3 separate regions of the Mus musculus genome follow, and all the other regions are linked to region 2. A link is a contact called in public promoter capture Hi-C data. All regions are on one chromosome and are shown on one strand. Each heading gives the region's core, a stretch centred on a gene start, on an enhancer-like site or on the middle of the called end of the contact. The rest is flanking DNA. Distances are from core to core; before and after follow the strand shown. Region 1 holds the start of Med24 (mediator complex subunit 24). Region 2 holds the start of Fbxo47 (F-box protein 47). Region 3 holds the start of Grb7 (growth factor receptor bound protein 7).

What was found. Promoter capture Hi-C pulls out the DNA fragments that hold promoters and counts their contacts. Capture Hi-C pulls out chosen DNA fragments and counts their contacts.
Region 1: a promoter capture Hi-C map of erythroid cells shows a contact between it and region 2, with 4 times the contacts expected there. The contact joins the promoter of Med24 here to the promoter of Fbxo47 in region 2. A contact is called at or near these places in 1 of 39 promoter capture datasets (erythroid cells) and 1 of 9 other capture datasets (liver).
Region 3: a contact with region 2 is called in a promoter capture Hi-C map of adipose tissue. The contact joins the promoter of Grb7 here to the promoter of Fbxo47 in region 2. A contact is called at or near these places in 2 of 115 datasets of contacts at active chromatin or transcription factors (memory CD8 T cells and pancreatic cancer cells) and 1 of 9 other capture datasets (adipose tissue).

Annotation. Positions count from the first base shown.
Region 1 is chr11:98,727,106-98,730,996 of GRCm38.p6, forward strand. Med24 (mediator complex subunit 24) reads right to left here and starts at 2,314. Exons shown (of 26, transcript NM_011869.3): 1 at 2,267-2,314; 2 at 1,680-1,882; 3 at 1,510-1,592. The coding sequence starts at 1,809.
Region 2 is chr11:97,882,301-97,886,579 of GRCm38.p6, forward strand. It overlaps Fbxo47 (F-box protein 47), which reads right to left and starts at 1,854. Exons shown (of 11, transcript NM_001081435.1): 1 at 1,623-1,854.
Region 3 is chr11:98,444,424-98,448,273 of GRCm38.p6, forward strand. It overlaps Grb7 (growth factor receptor bound protein 7), which reads left to right and starts at 2,411. Exons shown (of 15, transcript NM_010346.2): 1 at 2,411-2,826. It also overlaps a transcript of Mien1 not described here.

The sequences.
Region 1 (3,891 bases), core at 1,064-3,563, 850 kb after region 2:
CCTGTTACAGTTTAGTAGAGTAACAAAGAATAAACCCAGGGGTGGTGGCGCACACCTTTAATCCCAGCTCTTAGAAGCAGAGGCAGATGGATCTGTCAGTTTGAGGCCAACCTGATCTACATAGTGAGTTTCAGGACATCCAGAGCTACACAGAGACAGCTTGGAGACAGGGTTTCTCTATAGCATTGCAACATCATAAACAAACAAACAAACAAACAAACAAACAAAAACAGTACCTTGTCCATGCTAGGCAAGCACACTACTAACAGAGCTCCATCCCTATCTCTGGGTAAGTGTACCTTAAATTTCTGTCTCGATGCCTATGATATCACATATGTGATATAATAAACAGAAGTGCTGGGTAGTGTTCAGCTCTGTTGCACCAATGCCAAATATCCTTCAGGTTTTTTGTGGTGCCGGGGATCAAATCCAGGGCCTTGTCCCTGCTAAGCAAACACTTTACCAATGAACTGTATCTGCAGCCCTCACTTTCAGTAGTGGATAACTTATAATTTGTCCAGCCCAGCCTGTGTAGAATTATAATTTCCTCTCTCTGCTCTTCATTCTCATTCATCTGTGTGGCTAACTTCTACTCACCATAGAGACCTTGGTTTAAACATCACTTCCTTTAGAAAGCCTTCTGTGATTGCTCAGGCAGGACTAGGCATCACTTCCATATCCTCTCTTCATTTCTATACTCTGCCCTAATCATACCATAAACCCCATCGCTCAACGATTAGCGATAGTCTGCATTGCCTTCAACTTCCCTTGTGTACTGGGATCAAATCCCCAGGACTTACCATTGTGTGACAAACATTAACATTTGCAAACACCCAGAGAGGGATTATAATAGCTCAAAGGTAGAACACTTGCCTAGCATCTGCAGGTCCTAGGTTTGATTATCAACACCCACCCACCCCCAAATCAATTGTGGGAGGCGGTAGCAGAAAAATCAGGAATTCAAGTCCATTCTGGGCTACATAAAACACTGTCTCAAAAACAGAAACAAGGATCTGGCAAAGAGGCTCAGCAGGTGAAGGTGTTTGGCGTGCTAATATGAGTTCAAATCCCCAGAAAGGTGGGAAGAACTCTACAAACTCTACAAAAGTATCGTTTTTGTTTTTTTTTTGGTTTTTCCAGACAGGATTTCTCTGTATAGTCCTGGCTGTCCTGGAACTCACGTTGTAGACCAGGTTGGCCTCGAACTCAGAAATCCGCCTGCACCTGCCTCCCCAGTGCTGGGATTAAAGGCGTGTGCCACCACGCCTGGCTACAAAAGTATCTTACCTCCACAAGCATTCTGCGATGTGCATGCCCTCCCCGCCCATAAGTACATGTAGTTTTTTTTTTAAGTTTTACTTGTAAATGTATATGGAGAGAGTAAATAAATGTAATATTCATTCATTACAACAAATGGAGTGTTATTTTTGCAATAAATTAAGCCTAAATGGACAACTGTCAGTTCTCCAGGTGTTTCACCTCCAAAAGCCAAGAGTCGGGAATCTTTACCTGGGAACTAATGGCGTACTTCAGGTACGACAGGATCAGAGGATTGGGGGAAGGCCCAATCATAGCCTGCTCCAGGAGCGCTTCTGCAAGGAAAATTAAAGTAAGGCTGAGTGTTTACAGCTTTTCTGAGGACACCCCTCCCATCCTTCTTTGCCCATTTTACTTGAGACCTGCTAGGTTGAGAATGTCCCAGGTGGCTCCTTTGGGGAAGAATTTTTTCATGTTGATTGCCCATTGGTAGTCACTCCATCGCTCTTTCCAGGCTTGCAAAATGGCCTGCTTCAGGTTCACCACCTTCATGATGTCACTCCAAGGAGGCGAGATGAGTGACAAGGTGGGAGTTTAAAAACGGAGCCAGATGAGAACTGGAGTTCTGAGGGAAAGAACAAGGGAGACATAAATAGAACGGAAATTCGAGAAGGTTTAAGCAAAACAAACAAACAAACAGAAAAATAAACAGAGAGGAAAAAAACTAGGCAGAGTAGAAGGCGTCAAGTTAGCGGCTCTGTCACCTTCTCGGTTTCTGAACAACCGTTTCTCGAATTGGGACAGAAAGTGTCAACAAAGCCCTGAAGCGAGCAGGAAAGGGTTAAGCCCGCTCCGGTTGTCTAATTATGCCCTTCGCTCTAGCTGCGTTCCTCACCACTTCCACCCCAAACCCAGATCTACCCTCTCCCCATTGCCTCTACCTTCCTCGGCCCTGAAGTTGTAATTCCTTCTTTTCCTACATCTACCATCTCCCCAAATTTAAGCCTACCATACAAACCGGTTGTACATCGTAGGCAGCGCCATCTTGACACCTACTAAGGAAATCATTTACCATTGGCCGGCGGCAACACACACCAACCAATAGAAACGTAGCAAGAGGCGAGTCCTGCCACAATACCTTCTGGGAATTGTAGTTCTTTGTCTAAGACTTGTCTAAGCTGCCAAACAGGCAGAAGGATTAATCTAATTGGTTCTGGTGGTTTTTATCTGAGATAATCCGAAGAGCTGAGGTACGCTGGTACCCAGAGTCTCAGGGTCTATGGAGAAACCAACTCTCTGTCTCCCAGTGATGTTGCCATCTATCCCTACCTTCAATCATTCTGATACTGTGGCTATTTCCCAGAAACGAGGCATAACAGTGAATTCTAGCCTGGCTTCTGTTTTGGCTTCTAACCTGGCTTCTATTTGGGTTTTGGCCTTTGTTCTCGAAAGCCCCTGTAGGCACTAGAGCTCTCATTTTCATATTTCTATTCCAAAAGAGACACTGAAGTGTGGGTAGCAGCACACATACCATCATTTTAACCCCAAATCTGACAATTCTCCCAGAATTCACTGATCCTGAATACTGTTTGGATACAAAAGGAAATAAGGAGAAAACAGAAGCTGAGCATGGCACCACGCCCTTAGTGCCAGCACTCAGAAGGCAGAGGCAGCTGGGTCTCTGAGTTTAAGCCTGGTCTACAGAGTGAGTTCCAGGACAGCCAGGAGGACTACACAGAGAAACTCTGTCTAAAAAACACAAAACACAAAAACAAAAACAAAGAAACAAAACAAACAAACAAACAAAACAGAGGAAATATGGGTTAAGATTATTGGGTGTCTCAAAAACTGTTTAAGAAGGCCTCGGGGGCTGGTGAGATGGCTCAGTGGGTAAGAGCACCCGACTGCTCTTCCGAAGGTCCGAAGTTCAAATCCCAGCAACCACATGGTGGCTCACAACCATCCGTAATGAGATCTGACTCCCTCTTCTGGAGTGTCTGAAGACAGCTACAGTGTCCTTACATATAATAATAAATAAATCTAAAAAAAAAAAAAAAAAAGAAGGCCTCGGGATCAAATGTGGTATTGTGGCTAAGACCATTCTGCACATTTGGAGGCAGAGCTTTATCACCCCTCTTTTTCTTGGCTCCCAATCTCATATCCCAAGGAGATAGGTCAGCCTGTTTCTTCAAATTCTGTCTATATTCCCCAACCCATTCCTCTTCTGTCCCACATTCCTCTTTGTACAGCTATGAAAGCACTCTACACTGAACTACAGCCCCCTCCCTGAGCTACCTTTTGACTGAGAATCAGGATAAATATTGAGAAAACAGTCCACATGGGCTCTAAAACTGGCCTTGTAGACATGTAGGAGACTAATAGGATCCTGGGTACCTGGAGCACGCTATGAACAGGGAGAGTATAGCTGGAGTACGGCCAAATCACATCCTTCTAAGATGGGTACTGCCTATGGTCTTCCTCCATCTCTCTCTACACACACACACCCATTTTTATTCTGCTCTTTTGTGCCTTCCCAGGGGATACTATTCGAGAATGGTATTTATACAAAATAGCTGCCAAGAATGTGGAGCCAAATCTTCCAAAGCAGGAAGGAAGGAGTTCTCAGACTCCTGA
Region 2 (4,279 bases), core at 604-3,103:
AACAACAACAACAAATAAAAAACCCCAAAACAACAACAACAAAAAATTGTGAAGCAGGGTGGTGGTGGGAGGCAGAGGCAGGCAGATCTCTGGGTCTGAAGCTAGCCTGATCTACAAAACTATTTCCAGAACACCAAGGACTACCCAGAGAAATCCTGTCTCAAAAACCAAACAAACAAATGACTATAGTTGCGCTTTACTTCAGATTTCAGTGAAATTTCAGATTAGTAATTGTGAAAATGGCTACCTTTACACAATATGTTTATTTTTATAAAACACAGCTAAGTGAAAGAAAACTAAATTCACTCATGTATTTTGGTGTTTATATTACTGTGAAAATTGTATTTATGTATTCATTTTCGACAAAAAAGTAAGGACTCATACTATTTTGTAATCTTATTACAATTTAATTCAATGCCAATACATGTATTTCTACAAGAATATGTATTTTAATATCCTCATGTAATTCCAAGTGGAAGAATTCTGATTGACTTAATTAAAAAGGTTGTTATTAATTTTAATTTTTCTTTTGTTCTCTTTCTTTCTTACCTTTTTTTTTTTCCTTATTTTCTCTGTGTAATAATGCTGGCTGTCCTGGGACTCACTCAGTAGACCAGGCTGGCCTCACAGAGATCCAGTCACACAGATCCATCTGCCTCTGCCTACCAAGTGTTGAGATTAAGGGCGTGCAACACCACTGCCATGCTTACTACAGAATTTTCAAGTATTTTTACTATAATAAAACATAAATTTGCTTTTTCTTCCAGAAACTTCCATCCTAGTCAGACTAGTGTGGGGCTAAACAACCTCCTCCCAGGGGTCTTTATCACCTATTAAGGGTATAGACATAACGTGTATGTATAATTTTTCACTTAAATCTCTGAGAGAAAAAAAACAAAAACCAACTGATCCCAGTTATTTCAAAACTTAGACTCAACTGGCGAACAGCTATAGTCCCAGCAACAAGGGAGACAAAGGCTGAGTTCGAGGTCAGCCTGGTCTGTGGGAGTCTAACAGTGCAAGTCCCACAGCAGCTGGGGTGGTTTCACAAAGAAACACTGTAGTGGAAACAAACTAACAAACAAACAAAAAGCCAACAAAACAAAAGAAAACAAAACCCCAACATTTAAGTCTCCCTTTCCTCCCTCAGACCTATTTTAGGGGTGGAGGAGCGCAGGATTTTGTGGAAACAGTACCTATTTCCTACCAAACTCTTCCTGCTTTCCCCTTAGCCTGAAGGTACGAAGCGCACAAGCCCTGTGACAATGGGATACAGTTTTTCCCTTGTGGCTCCCCGGCGGGCGTGGAACTCTCGAGCCTCCTGCCTCGGCCTCCGAGGAGCCGGTGACAGGCAGCACTGCCCCGCCCACGCACCGAGAACGGGGCGGGTCTAAGGGCGCCGACCTCGTCCCTGCCCCCACACCCTCTTCCGGAGGGGAAAAAATACCCCAGCAAGTCACCGCGCTTTGTCTTAACGTTCCTTTGCCAGCGCTAAACACCGCCAAAGAGGTCACCTAGGGAACCAGAGCAGAAACTGGCCCGCATAAAAATCAAATAGGACCTGCTGAAAAACACGCAATTATTTCTACCGGAAGTACTGGGGAATATAAAACACTTGTTACCACAGATTTCGACAGTTTTTCCGGCTACAGTATCACAGGAAAGTGGGATTTAGTCGTCTCGTCCCACCATCCTCAGATTTCACAAATACTTAAAAATAAAAATAAATAAAAAATTAAAAAAAAAAATCTCCTCAGGCTTTTCCCGCCAGATAATGGGGGCGGATCCTGCTCCGCTCTCTCCGCTCCGCCCCGGAGCTGCGTCCTCAGCTCTCGGGCGCCCCCGTCGCCTCAAGTAGATTTTAGAATTCTCCCAGGAGCCCCAGCGGGAGGAGGCTCCGCCCCCTCATGAATATCGAGCAGCCTCGCCTCCTCTGCCCCTCCCCTCATGAATATTCAGAGATCTCCCGGGAACCCTGCGGGCGGAGCCTCACCCTCTCAAGAAAGGATGAGACGCCGGGATCCTCGGCTCTTTTGCCTCCTCTCTTGAATCGCTCGGAGCACTCCCAGGAGTCCACGCACGGGAGGAGGCCCCACCCCCTCGCGAATAGAAAGAAACCTCGGCTCTTCAGTCTTTCCCTTATGAATACCCAGAACCTTCTCGGGAAACGCCCCCAAGCAGGCCACGCCCTCTCATGAATACTAAGCAGAGGCTCCCATGGTGCCCTCCTGTTCAGGGATGTTATTCGGAGTGAGGCCCTTAAAAGCCCGTGCTACCTCCATTTTAGACACCAAGTTGCTGAACGGGAGAAACGGGAGCTCTTATGGTAGGGTAAGTGGGGAGGCTGTAAATGGAGATCTCAAACTTGGAGGAGTTATACGCTCCACTACGTTTTTTTACACTCAGGTTTTAAAAAAAAGATTTTATTTACTTTACGTTTAGGAGTCCACTTTTGCTGTCTTCAGACACCCAGAAGAGGGCATCAGTTCTCATCACAGATGGTTATGAGCCACCATGTGGGTGCTGGGAATTGAACTCAGGACCTCTGGAAGAGCAGTCAGTGCTCTTAACCACTGAGCCATCTCTCCATCCCTACACTCAGTTTTAAGGCAGTTTCCGATTCACTCTTCCCCTGGGCCAACAGGATCTGTCACAAGAGCTTTTCATTAAAAAGTTGTTAGATGCCTGGTGTGATGGCATTTCCCGATGGAGGCAGGAGGCTAAACCAGCCTAAGCTACTTGAGAATCTGGCTCAACCACCCCACCCCCAAAGCCCTTAATATTAAATTCTCATTTATTTACAGATTCTGTGTCTTTTTCTTTTCTCTTTTTCTTTGAGACAAGGTCTTGTTGGGTAGTGCTAGGCTAGCCTAAACCTCTGACTCTTGCATGAGCCAGTTACAGTGCTGGGATTACAAAAATCATGATCCAGTATGCAGGGCTTGATTCAGATGGAAGCCTGCAGTGGGGCAGGCTGTCTGGGAGGCCTTAAAGATATAACAGAATGATACATATTATTTGAGACTGGGTCTCTTGTAGTCCAGGCCTCCTAGACTCCTCAGGTACATAGGCATATATATTCAGGAAAAACACCTATCCACATAGAAACACAAGAAAACCAAACAACCAGTTAAAGTAGATAACAGATACCCTGACTTCCCTGGGTTGGAGTAGCCTAGCGGTAGAATGCTTGCCTAGAACACACTGGAGCCTAGTTTCCACCCCTAGCATCCTCAAAGTCCTGACTTCCCTCTTCTAAATCTTCCTCCAGGTTTCTTTTGGAAATCTGTACCTCTTAGATGTTGGGAGCATTAGCATTAGTATGTACTTAGCAGATGTGAGGTCCCAGGTTCAAACCCCCACCCTACCCCCAAAAAGCAAAAAAAAAAAAAAAAAAAAAAAAACCCACTTTACATGACTTTTTCTGTAGCCATACTTACTTCCCCAAGTGGTGCTGTAACCTTGAGATGACCTGTCTCGTATCTCATTTACTAAATTAGGACAGATACTTCAGTACTACCTGCCCCCTGCCTTCCTTATCCTGTACCTTAATTCTTGTACTCAAACAGCAGATGAAATAATAGCTGAAGGAAGGCTTGGGTGCAAACCTGTCATTCCAACTACTTGGGAGGCAGAGGCAGGAGGATCACAAGTTCAAGGCCTTCCTTGGAGACACGGGGTTAGGTCAAGGCCAGTCTGAGGAAGTTGATAAGACCCTGTCTCAAATAAAAAGTAAAAGAGAAGGCTTGAAGGGACTAGTATCTGCTCCAGACACCCCAAGCCAGCTTCTAGGCACAAAGGGGATTTATCTGCCCCAGAGGGCAAAGGGCAGGGAATAAGAGACAAAGATAGGAGGAGGGAGAAGGGGACAAGGGAAAGGGGAAGGTATATTTGTGTGGTGGTGGGGTGTAGGACAACATGCCTCTGGATAGAGAGGAGACAGACATGGCCATAGGAAAAAGGCAGTTTATAAAGGGGAAAGGGAAAACCCAAGTTAGGGTGAAGTATTGCATTTTAATTGGGCATGTTAGTTAGGTGAGCCAAGGGGGTCTTTTGATAGCTGGACCTTGGTAGTGAGCCTCAGGAGGAGGAGGTGGACAAATAAGAGGATAGACCTTAGCTTTAGGAAAGTAATGGAGGCCGGGTGTGGTGGTGCACATCTTTAATCCCAGCTCTCAGAAGGCAGAGTCAGGTGGATTTCTGAGGCTAGCCTGGTCTACAAAGTGAGTTCCAGGACAGCCAGGGCTATACAGAGAAACCCTGTCTCGTAAAACAAACA
Region 3 (3,850 bases), core at 1,161-3,660, 560 kb after region 2:
GGTTGAATGACCCTGTCACAAGGGTTGCCTAAGACCATTGGAAAATGTATATTTACATTATGACTCACAACAGTAGCAAAATAACAGTTATGAAGTAGCCACAAAAATCATTTTATGGTTGGGGAACACCACAACATGAGGAACCGTGTTAAGCGTTGCGGCATTAGGAAGGTTGAGAACCACTGTTCTGGATGGAATCCCTGGGCTGGAGAGAAATGGCTCAGGGGCTAAGAATACTTGGTGCTCTTCTGGAGGTCCAAACTGCCTGTAACTCCAGCTGCAGGAGACCTGGCAAGTTCCTCTGCAGGAACCTACACACAGAGGCATGTGCACATAAATAAAAACAGAAGTCTTTGTAAAAGAAATGGAGGGCTGGAGAGATGTCTCAGTGGCTAAGAGCACTAACTGCTTTTTTTCAGAGGTCCTGAGTTCAATTCCCAGCAACCACATGGTGGCTCACAACCATCTGTAATGGGATCTGATGCCCTCTTCTGAGGTGTCTGAAGACAGCTACAGTGTACTCACATATTATAAAGATCCTTGAAAGGAAGGAAGGAAGGAAGGAAGGAAGAAAGAAAGAAAGAAAGAAAGAAAGAAAGAAAGAAAGAAAGAAAGAAAGAAAGAAAGAAATGGAGCCAGGCATGGTGGCACATGACTGTAATAATCCCACCACTAGAGAGGCAGGAGGCAGAGGCAGGCTGATCTCTGTGAGTTCGAGAGCATCTTTGTAGGCCAGCCTGGTCTACAAAACAAGTTCCAGGACAGCCAGGGCTGTTACAGGGAAAAACCCTATCTTGAAAAACAAAAGACAGACAGACAGACAGACAGGAAGGGAGGGAGGGAAGGGGGAGAGAGAGAGAGAGAGAGAGAGAGAGAGAGAGAGAATATCACTCATTCAGCTGGAGTCTGGCTTTCCTCCAGCTCAGCCTTCTACATAGTGATCTTTTTTCAGAGTGCAGCCCTGCACTCCTGGCAGGGTCTGGCTTCTGCCCACTCCTCCTGCCAGTCTGGACAAACAGGATGGATGGCTCTCAAACCTGGTTTGCAAAACAGCCACCTGAGGGCTTGTCAATATCTCACATTCCTGGGGCTCTGCCTCCTCAGTGCTTTGAGACTCTGGTAGCTGAGGAGGGGCCCACGGGTCTGCTCTTTCCAGAGCAGCTTAAGAGACTGTGTTCCCCCCTTTTAAGAGCTGCAGTGTTTTCCCTCCACCCCTCCCGTACCTGCAAGACCTGCCCAGACTACCTGATGGCCTCCGTTCCTGTCCACCCCCACTCTCTTCTGCATTCCCTCCCAGCAGCTGCTTCTCCACACTGGGGGTCCACCATGGCAGGTTAACCCCTCTGGTTCCCACTCACTGCCAGGTCCTCCCTGGCTTTGTTTTCATGGCCTTCCCTGCCTCCTGTGAGTCACTCACCTGGCAAACTTGTCACCTGTCATTTCTTATTTGTGTGACTCTTAAAGGTCAGTCTCCCCGACTGGGTTGCAGCCAGCAAAGGGCGGGTCTGTTTTTGTTGTTTTGCTCTGTATACCCAGCGCCAAGCACAGGTCTGCTAGGTTGGAAATGAGGAAATTGTCTCCTGCAATTTGTTCAAATTGCTTCCTGGCCCAAGCAACCTGCCCCTTCCTCACCTTTTTGCTTTGCTCTATTCATACTAGTCTGTCTGATGTCTGTCTGTCTGTCGTCACTCTGTTTTTGAAACAGGGCTTCTCTGTACAGTCCTCACTGTCCATGTAGACCATGCTGGCCTCGAACTCACAGAGATCCACCTGCCCCTGCCCCTAGAGAGCTGGGATTAAAAGGCACACACTTCCACGGTGGCTTTCCACATTAGTTTTTCAAGCGGAAAAGCTAAGGGAGGCTGTGCTTCCTCAGGGCAGACCCCTTATCGCCCCAGTGGCTTGTTTGTTTTCTTAACTCTTAGCCATAGGAAGCTGGGAGGTGGCCCGCTGCCTTTGATCTGGGGACTCTCAACCCCTCTTCCTGATCCTCCAATGTTTGCTGTGAGCTGAACCAGAAAGCTGGAGTAACTGCTGTAATAGAAGCCATCTGCATCAGGCCACAACGGTCACCAGAACTGTGGCCCCTCCCACTAGGCCACCTTGCCACTCTTAAACTTGAAACTAGGAAGGTGAGACCCTGGACTTGCCTCGGAAGAGAGGGTGCACCTTGGGTATTTTAGCAGGGCCAGGACAACAGCCTGGGCGGCTGGACTGTGGTTGGAGGTCAAAGGGCAGAGCACCTCTTCTGGCTTCCCTTTTAAGCCCAGTGCCCTTTGCCCTAGGGGGTGAGATCCGAGCTGAAGACGGCCCCCTAGCTTGACCAATGAACTGACCATCATTGGAATGGGACGAGTAGGAGTGGGCGGGACCATTCGCGTTTAACAAACAGCCTCCAAACTCCCCTTCCCATGTAGTCAGGATTCTAGATTTTTCTCTGTCCAGCCTGTTCTCTCCGGGGCACCTGCTCTCTCTCTCTCTCTCCCTCTCTCCTAGCACCTGCTGCTCAGTAGGAAGGGCAAGAGCAATTCGAGGCGGTGCATTGTGAGGAGTCTCCACCCCTCCTCCTGCGCTTCCTTCTCCAGGGAGCCTCTCAGGCTCCGCCCTTACCTGCCCGAGATAATTTTAGTTTCCCTGGGCCTGGAATCTGGATACGCAGGGCTCGCTCTATATTCTCCCGCCTCAACATTCCAAAGGCGGGATAGCCTTTCTACCATCTGTAGAGAAGAGAGAAAGGATTCGAAATCAAATCTAAGTGTCTGGGATCTCTAGACAGAGCCAGACTTTGGGCCGGGTGTCCGGCTCCTTCTGTTGGAGGTGCTCCAGGTAAGCCGACCGAGATCGGTCTTAGATAATCTGCTCCTACCCCCAGCCTCACCGAGGGCCCCAGGTTGTGCCTGCATCGAGCGGATCTGGCCTGCTGCCCAGTTAGATGGCCGGGAGGCTGCCACGCTCTCCCCCCTGACCGCCCTCTCTCGGCGAGGTCAGGCCAGAGGCGGGGGGTGGGGGTGGGGGTGGGGGAGAAGGGGGGTGGGTGATAGTTAAGGCCTGGAATCTTCCTCCCTAAACCGGTGGCCTCAGGCAGGTGAGCTATGGTCTGGGTAAAGGCGGAAGCGGGAACTTCATCTTGGGGGATGGGATGGGATGGGATGGGATGCAAGTTAGGTCTGGGTCCCTAAGGAAAGAGTCACACTCCTGATGCTCTCTGCGCTGCATTGTTTGTTTTGTTTGTTGCTTGGCATCACCAATCCTTCCCCTTCCTCATCTTGCTCCCTGAGACCCGAGGTAAGGTCTCTCCATCACCTGAAATCTTGACTTTCCGGCTAAAACTAGTTCTTACCCAACACCAGTTAGTAGGGGGTGCTAGATCCGGAGGTTGCCCTTCAATACCTTATTGAGCTCAGTTTACTACAATCTGGGGTTCCCATTCGGAGGGGAGTAAGGGAGAGCGACTCCCGCAATGGTTGGAACTGCATCTCTCCACGTTGTGGTCCCATCTCCGATACGGAAGCTCAGCAGGCTGCGGATCCCTCCTGGCTGCAAATGAGTGTGGACAAAGAAAGCTAGAGGGGTGGGTGTAGTGTGAAGGTCTGCAGTTCGGGGCCTGGAAAACAGTGTATGGCCGGGTATGTGGGCCTGCCTGAGGCTGAAGTTGGGGGAAAGACCTAGTTAGGTCTGGGTTTTCATGGTAGGATGGAGACAGAGTGCATCTGAGGGACAGCTGATAGTATTTTCAACCTTTTCTCCCTCTTTTCCCCCCAAGAATGCAATGCCTTCTGGGTCATGAGTCTGTCTAGCTTGGACTCTGCTCTCCCCCAATAGCGCGTGCTAATGTGTGTGTGTGTGTGTG